2 separate regions of the Arachis hypogaea genome follow, and region 1 is linked to region 2. A link is a contact called in public Hi-C data. All regions are on one chromosome and are shown on one strand. The core of a region is the stretch at or near the end of the contact, and the rest is flanking DNA. Distances in the headings are between cores, read along the strand shown.

What was found. Hi-C and Micro-C count contacts between places; a contact is called where the count stands out from the background.
Region 1: a contact with region 2 is called in a Hi-C map of an unstated tissue, with 4 times the contacts expected there. The contact joins the promoter of LOC112732682 here to the promoter of LOC112732674 in region 2. A contact is called at or near these places in 2 of 8 Hi-C or Micro-C datasets (leaf and an unstated tissue).

Annotation. Positions count from the first base shown.
Region 1 is chr13:111,369,132-111,374,631 of arahy.Tifrunner.gnm2.J5K5, forward strand. LOC112732682 (ubiquitin-conjugating enzyme E2 5) reads left to right here and starts at 4,008. Exons shown (of 6, transcript XM_025781428.3): 1 at 4,008-4,433; 2 at 4,533-4,612; 3 at 4,925-5,039; 4 at 5,181-5,233; 5 at 5,367-5,495. The coding sequence starts at 4,084. LOC112732681 (AT-rich interactive domain-containing protein 2) reads left to right here. Exons shown (of 2, transcript XM_029291674.2): 1 at 1-1,173; 2 at 2,417-3,719. The coding sequence starts at 211. The coding sequence ends at 3,304.
Region 2 is chr13:111,032,734-111,038,061 of arahy.Tifrunner.gnm2.J5K5, forward strand. It overlaps LOC112732674 (general transcription and DNA repair factor IIH helicase/translocase subunit XPB1-like), which reads right to left and starts at 3,211. Exons shown (of 17, transcript XM_072212258.1): 1 at 2,805-3,211; 2 at 2,305-2,610; 3 at 2,159-2,215; 4 at 1,857-1,968; 5 at 1,212-1,299; 6 at 823-906; 7 at 1-61. The coding sequence starts at 836.

The sequences.
Region 1 (5,500 bases), core at 2,758-5,257, 340 kb after region 2:
GCCAATTCTATGAATCCAAATCACTGTATAATCTGTGTCAATATTTGTTCTATATTGGGCAGCTGTCTCTGTTAATTTTGAATTGTGAGATCAACGTTTAGAAAATGGCAAGCTAGGATTTGTCGTTGTTGTTGCTGCTGCTGTTTTTATGGTTGTTAGGGTTTCTTTTGGCCAAGAGATATAAGGCCTTTAAGAAAGGAATCAACGTTCATGGCAGGATGGTCAACTTGGTCAAATGGGTCGTCCTTAGATTTCAATGAAGTTGAGATATTTGATGTATGTAATGGTAATGACTGTAGGAATCTAAACGATCACAGTGATAATGATGACCATGACAAAGTTAAAACCTTGTTTGATGAAGTTTTTCCGGTTTATCTAAAGGAGAGTTGTTCTCGTGGCATTGTTCGGCCTATGCCGGTTTTGCTGGGTGATGGACAAGCAGTGGATTTGTACAAACTCTTCTCTCTTGTGAAGGAAATAGGTGGATATGATTTTGTGTCAAGAAAAGGATTGTGGGGTTATGTGTCAAAGGAAATGGGTTTGAACCACCAAGTTTTGGCATCGATGAAATTAATTTTTGATAAGTATCTGAATGAGTTTGAAGAATGGCTCAGGAAGACTTTCAAAGAGAAGAGTTTCAGAAACGAAAATCATGGGCGTGATTGGGGTTTTAAGTCATTGCTGTTAGAGCTAGAGAAAGAATTGAGAGGCCTATTATCTCTAAACGTAAAGGATAAAGATGACGGGCTTGCAAAGATGGAATCAAATGGAATAAAAGAATATATTGATTTGGTTAACCACAAGGAAGATCCAAATGTATTGGACACCAAAACTCAGAAAATAAATACATATGAGGATGTCCAACACTCCCATGTTGATGATGACGAAAAAGCTTGTAATGGTGTTAAGGAATACTCTGTCACCTTGAACGCGTCAATTGCTGAGAATGGAGTTGGCTCTCGCAAGCGCAAACGGGAACCATTATCTGGAATGCTGAACTGGGTTAGGCAAGTTGCAAAGCATCCCTTTGTTCCTTTACAGCAACCATTACCAAAACCATCAAAGTGGAAGGAGTATAAAGGCAATGACTTTTTCATCCAGTTACTGAGGGCAAGAGAGGCTCGGTTGGTGAAACCATGCGCACAACCTAACAATGAAACACCTTCTTCACAGGTATAATTGCAATGCACACAATGATTTTATCCATAGTATGTTTTCATTTCTTCATATCTTGAAGTGAATTGGTACATTTCACGTGAATGATCAATTATCATTGTACTTATATATGTCAAGTATTGTGGTGTCCTTATTCTGCTTACATGTAGGTATATATGATCTCAATCTGTTAGTTTCTTTCCTGTTCAGACAATCTCAGTATGGCTAAAAGTCAACAATTCAATATAAAGTTATACCAAAATTGGATGGAATTGGCCGAGCCCGCGAATTTTACTTGGCTTGATTCAATTCAAATTTACAGCACTAATCTCTAAACTTTTTAACCCTCCATGACTGGATGCAATGGCATTGTTTAAATCATGTAACCAACCCCACCTAATGGAATCAGGCTTTGTTGTTATATTTGTCATTGTTGTTTGTCACCTTTTTTTCGTTCAGTAACTAGTACAAAAGGGAACATTTGTGTTAATTTTCCATCAAGAACTTTAACTGCAGTATAGAGTTTGCTAAAAAAAAGTGAGGCGTTAACAAAATTTTTGTAACTTGTGACTTGCTGGTCACGTGTCCTTGTCATTGAAACAGCCTTTTTTGCTCATGGGGGTAGGTTATACACATACGACCTTCCACGAAGCTCTGTGCACTAGGATCTTAACTTCCGTTAGGGATGTGCATAGAAATTACACCAATACTATTACCATAGCTTTTAATCAAATTTGAATTCGAGGATCTCAGTTTTCCATGTACAGGTTCAAGCGAAAAAAGCCAGCTGTCTTTCCAATTACAAGTAATATATCTTTAAATGGGTTGGCTTCAGATATAAACTGCTAGATCTATTTATGTTGTTAACATTTTTAATGTACTTTAATATACTTTTACATTAAAATAACTAGTTTTGAAACAAATTTCAAAATTTAGTTAAAACTAAGTTCTCATTAATTAGAATATTAAAGCTCCTAATTGCACCTAAGACGATTTATCCAAATGAGAAGATTGGTAATAAAGTCCTACTAAGTGTAAATGACATGAAGGATATGAGTTAGAGAGTTGCTTTTGGAAGCAGTTAGGTCTTGATGTGTATCTTTTTAATACTATGGTATGTCCTTGATCATGAATTCTTTAGGGAATCTTACTTTTAAATTTAATTACTGATAAATGGTTATGCATTTATTATAGGATACAAGATTTTAAATTGGAATGTTTAAATTTATGATGCTGTTGCATTTAACTGTATATTTTACAGAAGCAGAAGATGTGCCCTGATATGTACGAGGATCACGTTGCACCTCGTTACCATTCTTCTCCAAGACTGAGATGTAGTGAAAGGCTGCCAGCACATGTTAAATCTCGCACATGCTCTTGTTGCAATTCAGGTTCTGCCAATGGGAAAAAATTAACAAGTTCAGTCAATACAGAGGCCGAAAATTGTTTCTTGCATAAAACAACTGCAACAGTAGATTCATCGACTGCAAGGACAGTGATTGAACAGTCTGCAAATGATTTCCAGGAAAAGCATGTTTCTGTGGGTCCTCTTTATCAAGCAGATGTCCCAGAATGGACAGGTGAAGTTTGTGAGAGTGACTCAAAGTGGTTAGGCACTCGAGTATGGCCTCAGAAACATGACTTAGATCTTCCAAGTGAAACGGATCTTGTAGGGAGAGGAAGACAAGGCAATTGTGAGTGCCATTTTAAAGGTTCTGTTGAGTGTGTTAGATTTCATATTGCTGAAAGAAGGATGAAATTGAGGCGTGACCTGGGTTCTGCATTTTATCATTGGGGGTTCGATCGCATGGGTGAGGAAATTTCACTTCAATGGACAATCGAAGATGAAAAGAGATTCAAGGATTTGATGAGTCAGAGTTTTCCATCTCAAAACAAGTGTTTCTGGAGCAACAAATCAAGATACTTTCCAGACAAGACAAGAAGGGACTTGGTGAGTTATTACTTTAATATGTATCTTATTCAACTAAGAAGCTATCAGAACCGTGTGACTCCAAATAGTGTTGATAGTGATGAAGATGAAGTGGAGTTCGGATCTTTTAGCGAAGGTTTTGGGATGGGAGCTCTCAAAATCCCAGGTTCCAATTTCCTGGAGTGTTCACTGAATAAGCAATGCACTGATTTAGATTAAAGACAACATTGGAGTAAAAGATTTTGATGCAAACGGGTCTGAACCATTTTGAGGTCTAGGAAACATTTCTGTGGTTCAATGCTTTCAAACACTGGAATTTTGATGTCATACAGAGGGATAGAAAAAACTTGGGCTTGTTCTGGTGTTTTTGATTACCAACTATGCAGTGCTTATTGGCGGCTGCATTCTTATTCCTGTAAAACTAGTCTTGTAGTCTGACCGTTGGGCAAACCCTTAGCTTGTTCTTGCTGTAGATGGTTACAAGTTTGGATAAAGTAGGAGCATTGTGTTAGATGGTTGATGATCAATGTATTTCTAAGAGAGACATAATGCGATTAGAAGAGAAAAGAACATTGTGATTGTAAGGGATCAACCATATCTTTAGTCTGGATCAATGTATTGATTCCTATTTTTACTTTTTGGTTGGATTGGGCATTTGAGTTTTGTTTCAACTATAGATTTTCTTCTTCTCTTATTTATTCAGCTTTTCTAAATGTCACATTTAAATAATAATAAAAAGTGATCCCCATTGACCAGCCAGACTCAACCTTCCTAATCTATTGGTCAGCAATAAATCTTTAAACAGAGTTTTTGCGATGAATTAGTCTCTGGCTTATTGGGCTGAGAGATTCTATGGAAAAAAAAAAAAGAAAATGTGTAAAAGTAAAAATTGAAAAGATTTAATAAATTTTTGTCATTCATGAAACTAGGTCAAGTGACAAAAGAATGGCTCTAGTTCCAGCTGAACCCAAAGAAACGTGTAGATTATATTAGATTATATGTTGAAGAGCATCACCGAAAGTGCGAGCTTTATGGATATATATTCTGTTCCAAGTAACAATGTCGCAACTCCCAAGAAAAAATTACTGCGCCATTTCATATGTGGTGAGTGGTCACAATTTCTTTTACCCTGCTTCCTTTTTGGGTGTGACTGTGGAGTAAGCCTCTTTCTTCCTATAAATCTTTATTCTTATTATTATTGCTTCTTTCCTTTCTCACCCCTGCACAATTCAGTGATTCACACACACTCACTCTGTACCCATCAGAAAAAAAAAAAAAAAAAGGAAGAAAGAAAGAGAAAAACGATGTCTTCTCCAAGCAAACGTCGAGACATGGACTTGATGAAACTGTCTGTAATTTGTTCTTTTTGTTTTCGATTTCAGAAAAGAGTTTTTTGTGTAAAGTTGTTATCTTTTCTCATCTGGGGTGTTGGATTGATATGCATCAGGATGATGAGTGATTACAAGGTGGAAATGATGAACGATGGCATGCAAGAGTTCTTTGTAGAATTTCGCGGACCAAAAGACAGTAATTTTCTTTTCTTTTATTTCTTCACTTTTTGTAAATTTCCTCACATTAATCTGGAGATTCACATGGCTTTGTAGTTTGTGTCTCTATGTGTGTTTTAAGATCAGCAGTTCAAACAGCAGCTACTGAGTTTTGAATTAGGCTAGTGCACTGGGGTTTGTAATTGTAGAGAGATGTTGCAGCATTCTTTCTCCTCAATGAAGATGAATTTTATTAGGATCTATTATGTTATCTACTAGTTAACTTTAAAGGTGCTCCACACTGATTTTTTTTCCCTTCTCCTTTCTTCTGCTCTTATGGAATCATGTGCAGGTCCCTATCAAGATGGTGTGTGGAAGATTAGGGTGGAGCTACCTGATGCTTATCCTTATAAGTCCCCCTCTATTGGTTTTGTAAACAAAATTTACCACCCCAATGTTGATGAAATGTGAGTTTTTCACAAAAGTCCAAAAGTTTCATTGTTTGTGTCCTGTTTAAGCAGAATCATTGTCCTCTGTGGAACTTGTGTTGGCTGTTGCACAAACACTTTGCAAAGCTCAGTGGCTAACTGATGCTGTTTTTTTTTTAGGTCTGGATCAGTTTGCTTAGATGTTATTAACCAGACCTGGAGTCCCATGTTTGGTAAGTAATAGTGTCATATCATGCTTTACCTTGCATATGTTGGTGTTAAAATGAAATTTTTTTAGTGTACTTACCTTGCTTGATAGAGCCACCACCTCAATATTCTGTAATCATTTTTCTTATTTCCACTCAGACCTTGTTAATGTGTTTGAAGTGTTTCTTCCTCAACTTCTTCTGTACCCGAACGCATCAGATCCGTTGAATGGTGATGCTGCTGCCTTAATGATGCGAGATCATGCAGCATATGAACAAAAAGTCAAAGGTAAT
Region 2 (5,328 bases), core at 1,961-4,460:
AATAGTGTTGACGTCTTTGCTAGTTTTGAAGGCTTGAAGAATTTTTGTCCGCTCGACATGGCTGCAGATAACACATCAGAATATAAGGTACCGTAGAAAGAGAACCACAAATTATATATATAGTAATAATATATGTCAACAGCACCTAGTAGCAGTATATATCATAGGCTTGTGGAGTTTCATGGCATACTCAGTGAGAGCAAAATTTATGTCTATTTAAGAATTCAAGCCAGAAGGATACAACCATAATTTAGCATGACAACCTCATCCATGAGGAGCAATCCCTATTCCCTATTTTTTATTTCTTCAATGATCTTGTCTGATTCTTCAGACAGTTTACCAGTAAAAGCAATCATATTATATGTTGTCACAACATTTCCAGCATTACCATGGAATCTCTCTTTGCTATCAGATGTTATTTGTTCATCACGGATAGTTGACCAAAGTTTAAACTAAAAAGGCCACTGATCTACAGAGACGGCATTTGTTGCCAAACAAAGGCAGCTCTTTTTTATCCGGCAAGCTGCAGAAACACCAACTAGGGACTTTCCAGCGCCACGTGGGAGAACTATTATACCAGATCTTGCTCTACCTGGGAGGAAGACAATAAAATTGCAGCCAGAAGTAATTTAATTTTCAATATGCACTTATGTTGCTGAAGTCATTCTAATCCAAACCCCATACAGCCACACCACAAGCCAATTATCTCTAAGCAGTTTTTTTAAACTAAAAACATAAACATACCAACTCATAAATTTCCATAAAATAAATAACCAAATATTTTCTTGGGTAAAAACTAATGCATATAGATTAAATATATACCTACTACAAATCATCCAAACGCCATACCACTAGCTCATTACATGAGGTTTCCAAGTGAGGAAGGACCATTGATAGGCTTGCACACTGCAAAAATATGTTCCAAGGTGTGTATGTTTCCTTTACTTCAATTTTTGTCATAATACACTGCATGGTTTAACAGTGGTCCCGAATATTGTAGTCTTCAAAATACACAGAAAGATGGAATATTATTTTTTATATCTCAAGTCAAACAACTCAAGAAGTCAGATCGATCAATTCTAAAAAACAACTGATGGGTGCTCATAGAGTTTAACATGTTAAGAGGAACTGTAAAGATTTTTTTATTTTTTATTTTTTAACTAGAGAGGAAATTTAAAGATACATGTGCATGCAAAATATATCAGCATTACCATTTCCAAACATTTTACTAAGGCTCTTCTCTTGATGTGGTCGAGGTTGTGCTTGAGGCTTTAGTTCCATGTCAATGTCTGGATTCACCTGCACCATTAAAACAGGGTAACTGCATGAGCAGCAGATAAACTAATTTAAAGTCCAAAGCCATAAAGTTGCAATGCTTGGCATATATAAACATATTGATTATGATCCAGAAAAATTATAATCACTGTATCATTTCTGAAGTCATACACCTCCAACATGGGATAATTTAATACATTTAGCAAGCACCGTTGCTTTACCATTTCAACCTACATACAAATATAATATATGATTTGAAGCAACTGCAACAATTCTATCCTGTTTTCTAATAACAATCTAACCAAATATTCAAATTAGCTTTCGTTACATTTGCAATGACAATCTCAACTTTCTTATAAGCACTGAACATGTGAAGGATTTTGACACCTCATATACTCAATTTTTGCCTTCTTATATTCAAAATAATCAATTTATTGCATTAATTTAGGACATGAATGACATATAATCTGGCACCATTATGTTCCAAGTCTTGCTATATGCAGTCAGGTTGAGAAAACAAATGGATTAAGGTGCTCAAAAAAGAAATATCACATTCCTTTTTACAGCTTGACCAATGTTACCTGAGAAGGATCAATTTCAAATGAATGAGCTTCTTTATCTTCAGCTACAGCTGCTACTTCTGCTTCATCGAACAACTCATCGTGAGTGCCTTCAATTTCACCTGCTGCTTTGCTGATTGTAAATCCATTCCCATTTGTACCCCACAAAAATAAAAATCAATACTGAATTTGAGTTTCACCTATATATGGGGAAGAGGAAGAAAAACAAATACACGAAGAAAGACATAATATACAATCATAGCAATTTTGGCAAACCAAAGTCACCCAAATATATTAAACAGAAAGAAAATCCGATCACGCACCTCAGAAACAATCCTTGCTCTAGATATAGTTTTATCCCTGAGCAATGTCTTCAAGACCTGCAAAAATTTGAAGTATGAACCGCATAAGATCTGAAAAAAGCATTTGCAGAAATTGCTTGCTAGGGGCATCCGACATTTCTACATGCCTCAGGAACAGGAGATTCAACAAAGTAGCTGTTCTTCTTAAGCACCGGCTTCACTTTGCCATAATTTGCAGTGGAATCATGTATAAACTTAATCATCTCTTTGGGAAGCTTGGTCTTGGACAACTTGGTCAAAACATTTATGATTGTTTCTGTTTCCGGACCTACTGAAACCGCGGCATACAAGGAGTGCGGAGTAAGGTTGTACTCATGCATTGACTCCGGTCTGTGCAGCACCAATCGTTTAACACAACATTGCATATTTGTACTGGAATCATCATCTTTTTATATATTCCAATAACAAGGAACCTGCAGACAGGTTCGGTGATGGCAATGAGAAAATCGTAAGCATGCTTGTACAAGGGAGAGGGCGATTTAGGTTATCTGGTTTCAACTCCAATTTGCTAAAATATTTGGTTCTACCATCTGATTCACGCCAAAAACCCCTCAACCCTAGAGTAGGGTTGCATGAAATTGAAAATTGGACGGTGAATGAAGATTACCGTCATCGTCAATGCTTTTTTCGCCATCTCCCTGTTTGAAACAATGTAAGCAAAACAGCAGAAGTTTGCGAGAATGAAAGAAACGAACTGATATCAGAGATGTAGGAGAGAATTAACGGCTTTCGCGGTTTTCTGTTTCTTGGAGGGTCGACCTTTTTCACCTGAGAATACCAAAACACTAAAAGAAGAGAAAAAGAAACGGTGTGATTACGGTGCATTTCAATGGAATTGGCGGCAGGATAAGAAAATCAGGAAAGCTAGAATGAAGGGTGAAAACTGAAAAGTGCCGTGTTCCATTAGATATCCTCCTTTTCTTGACAATGAACCAACTACAGTTACTAATGAAATAGCCAGAACGAAGACAGTAGAAACTAGAAACAAAACTGACAAATGACAATGAATTTTCCGACAGAAAATGTCTGCGTATTTAATATTTATACTATTGAATTTTGGCGGGGAAGACGGTGTTGGTCGCGCTCGTGTCCTACAAACGGGCCGATGACAACATGGGCCGGTCCGGCCCAAAAACACTAACTAATGCGAGGGGAGTATGAAGCTATCTGAAGATATCTTAATCCACTTATTCATTGCTATATTTCCTTCTTTCCAATAATGTCAGTTTAACAAATCAAATAAACTTTAGGTCTAAAATAACCAAATAGACTAAAGGCCAGTGACTTGTATAACAGCTGTCATGAGTATGAAGCTAAAACCATTATCAAACTTTCCACTTTTGGTCTTTCTTGGTATGATACAATGATTCTTACAAAAATTCAGAATAATAAAAAGGAATCTAACTGTTGTATGATCTTTATCCAAGAAAAAAGAAGGAATTCAATGCATATATAAATCAAAATCTATAGTCTGATTGGAGGATGCTTTGAACTTTATGAATATATACACTGGCATGTCATCATGTATGCTATGTTGGTTCTCTTTGTAACAGTATTTTTCAAAGTCAATCTGGTATAAGTTGGCACCTCGCAGATGCATTTCAACATCAATGTCAATCTAAGGGAGAGAAAAAGAGAAAGAAAAAGAGGACGTGTGATGTCTAAAGCATATCTATTAATAGATTATGTATGGTTTAATGCATGGACATATTTTTGGTGTCACCCATGCTATGCATATGTCTTTGCTTTCAAGAGGGTAATTTGTTAGCCACTGTATCAGAAAGTAGGGTATGCAATCCTTTTCAACTTAGCAATCCATAGAAACACCTCCAAGACAATGCCATGTGATCCTTTATCACTCATCAAAAATAATTTCAGTTGGAAATTGATTTGAAGATTCCCTACTTCCCTTAGCATCTATATATACCAAATTTCTTGGGGTTCTAAATTAACACAAGTCATTTGCATCCTCAAGTATCCTAACTCAAATACTTATTTCTCATACAAGTTCTTTGAAAAAACCACTATACAACATGGATTTCCGTATTCCAAGTATTAAAAGGGCAACAAAAACAATTTCCAAGGGAATTGATATACCAAAAGGCTACCTTGCAGTCTATGTTGGAGACAACATGAGGCGGTTCGTGATTCTGATATCATACTTGAACCAACCTTCATTTCAAGAATTGTTGAGTCAAGTTGAAGAAATATGGATATGATCATCCAATGAGTGGTCTCATAATTCCGTGCAATGAGGATGACTTTCTAAACATCGATTCTCACTTGAATGGGATGTAGATCATGTTATTAGGATGTAGATAAATTAGTTGAGACATATTTGTACAGAAGGCACTTCATTCTTTTTCTTATGGACACTTTCCATTTTGCTTTCATTCCTATGGAATTGTAAAAAAGATTTTCCGAATGAGAAAGTAGTTATGGCAAGATAGTATTGCAAATTAAAACACTTGTTGCTATTGTTATATCTCAATTCTCTAATGAACTAACTCGTTCAAATGAGATACTGAACAAGTGAATATAGACGATCAGTCGAACAAAAATGAATGGTTCTTGCAAAAATTAAGTTCCAAAGGAAAACTTATTATATATCTGTTTTAGAGAATGCTAGTATGCTCTTCTCCCTTCCACTCTTTCTGAATGTAGTGTTGTCTTCTAATTAAAATAATTCACTACACGTCCAAAAAAATAATAATAATTCACTCCTAGACTCTAATTGTTTTGATCAATTAATCATACAATTTGTTAATGTCCTACCCACAGCTAGCCATTTAGGCCATTGTCTTGGCTTGGAACCTATAAGACACCTTAAGTAGGTTTCCAAGCATTTATTGACAACCCATGTTGACCTTCCATTTGTGGATGATAAGTTCAACTCATCTTGAGGGTGGTCCCACCTTCCTTAAACTCATCCTAAAATTTTCTCTTGAATAATTTATCTCGAACAATTGAATTTAGAAAACCATGAAGTTGCACCACTTCTTTGGCAAACAAATCAACTACTTCCTTGACTGTGTAAAGGTATGCTAGACTAAAAAAATGAACATATTTAATCATCCTATTCACAACCACCAAAATAGTGTCTATTTCCAAAGCCAATGTAGTCCCCCAAT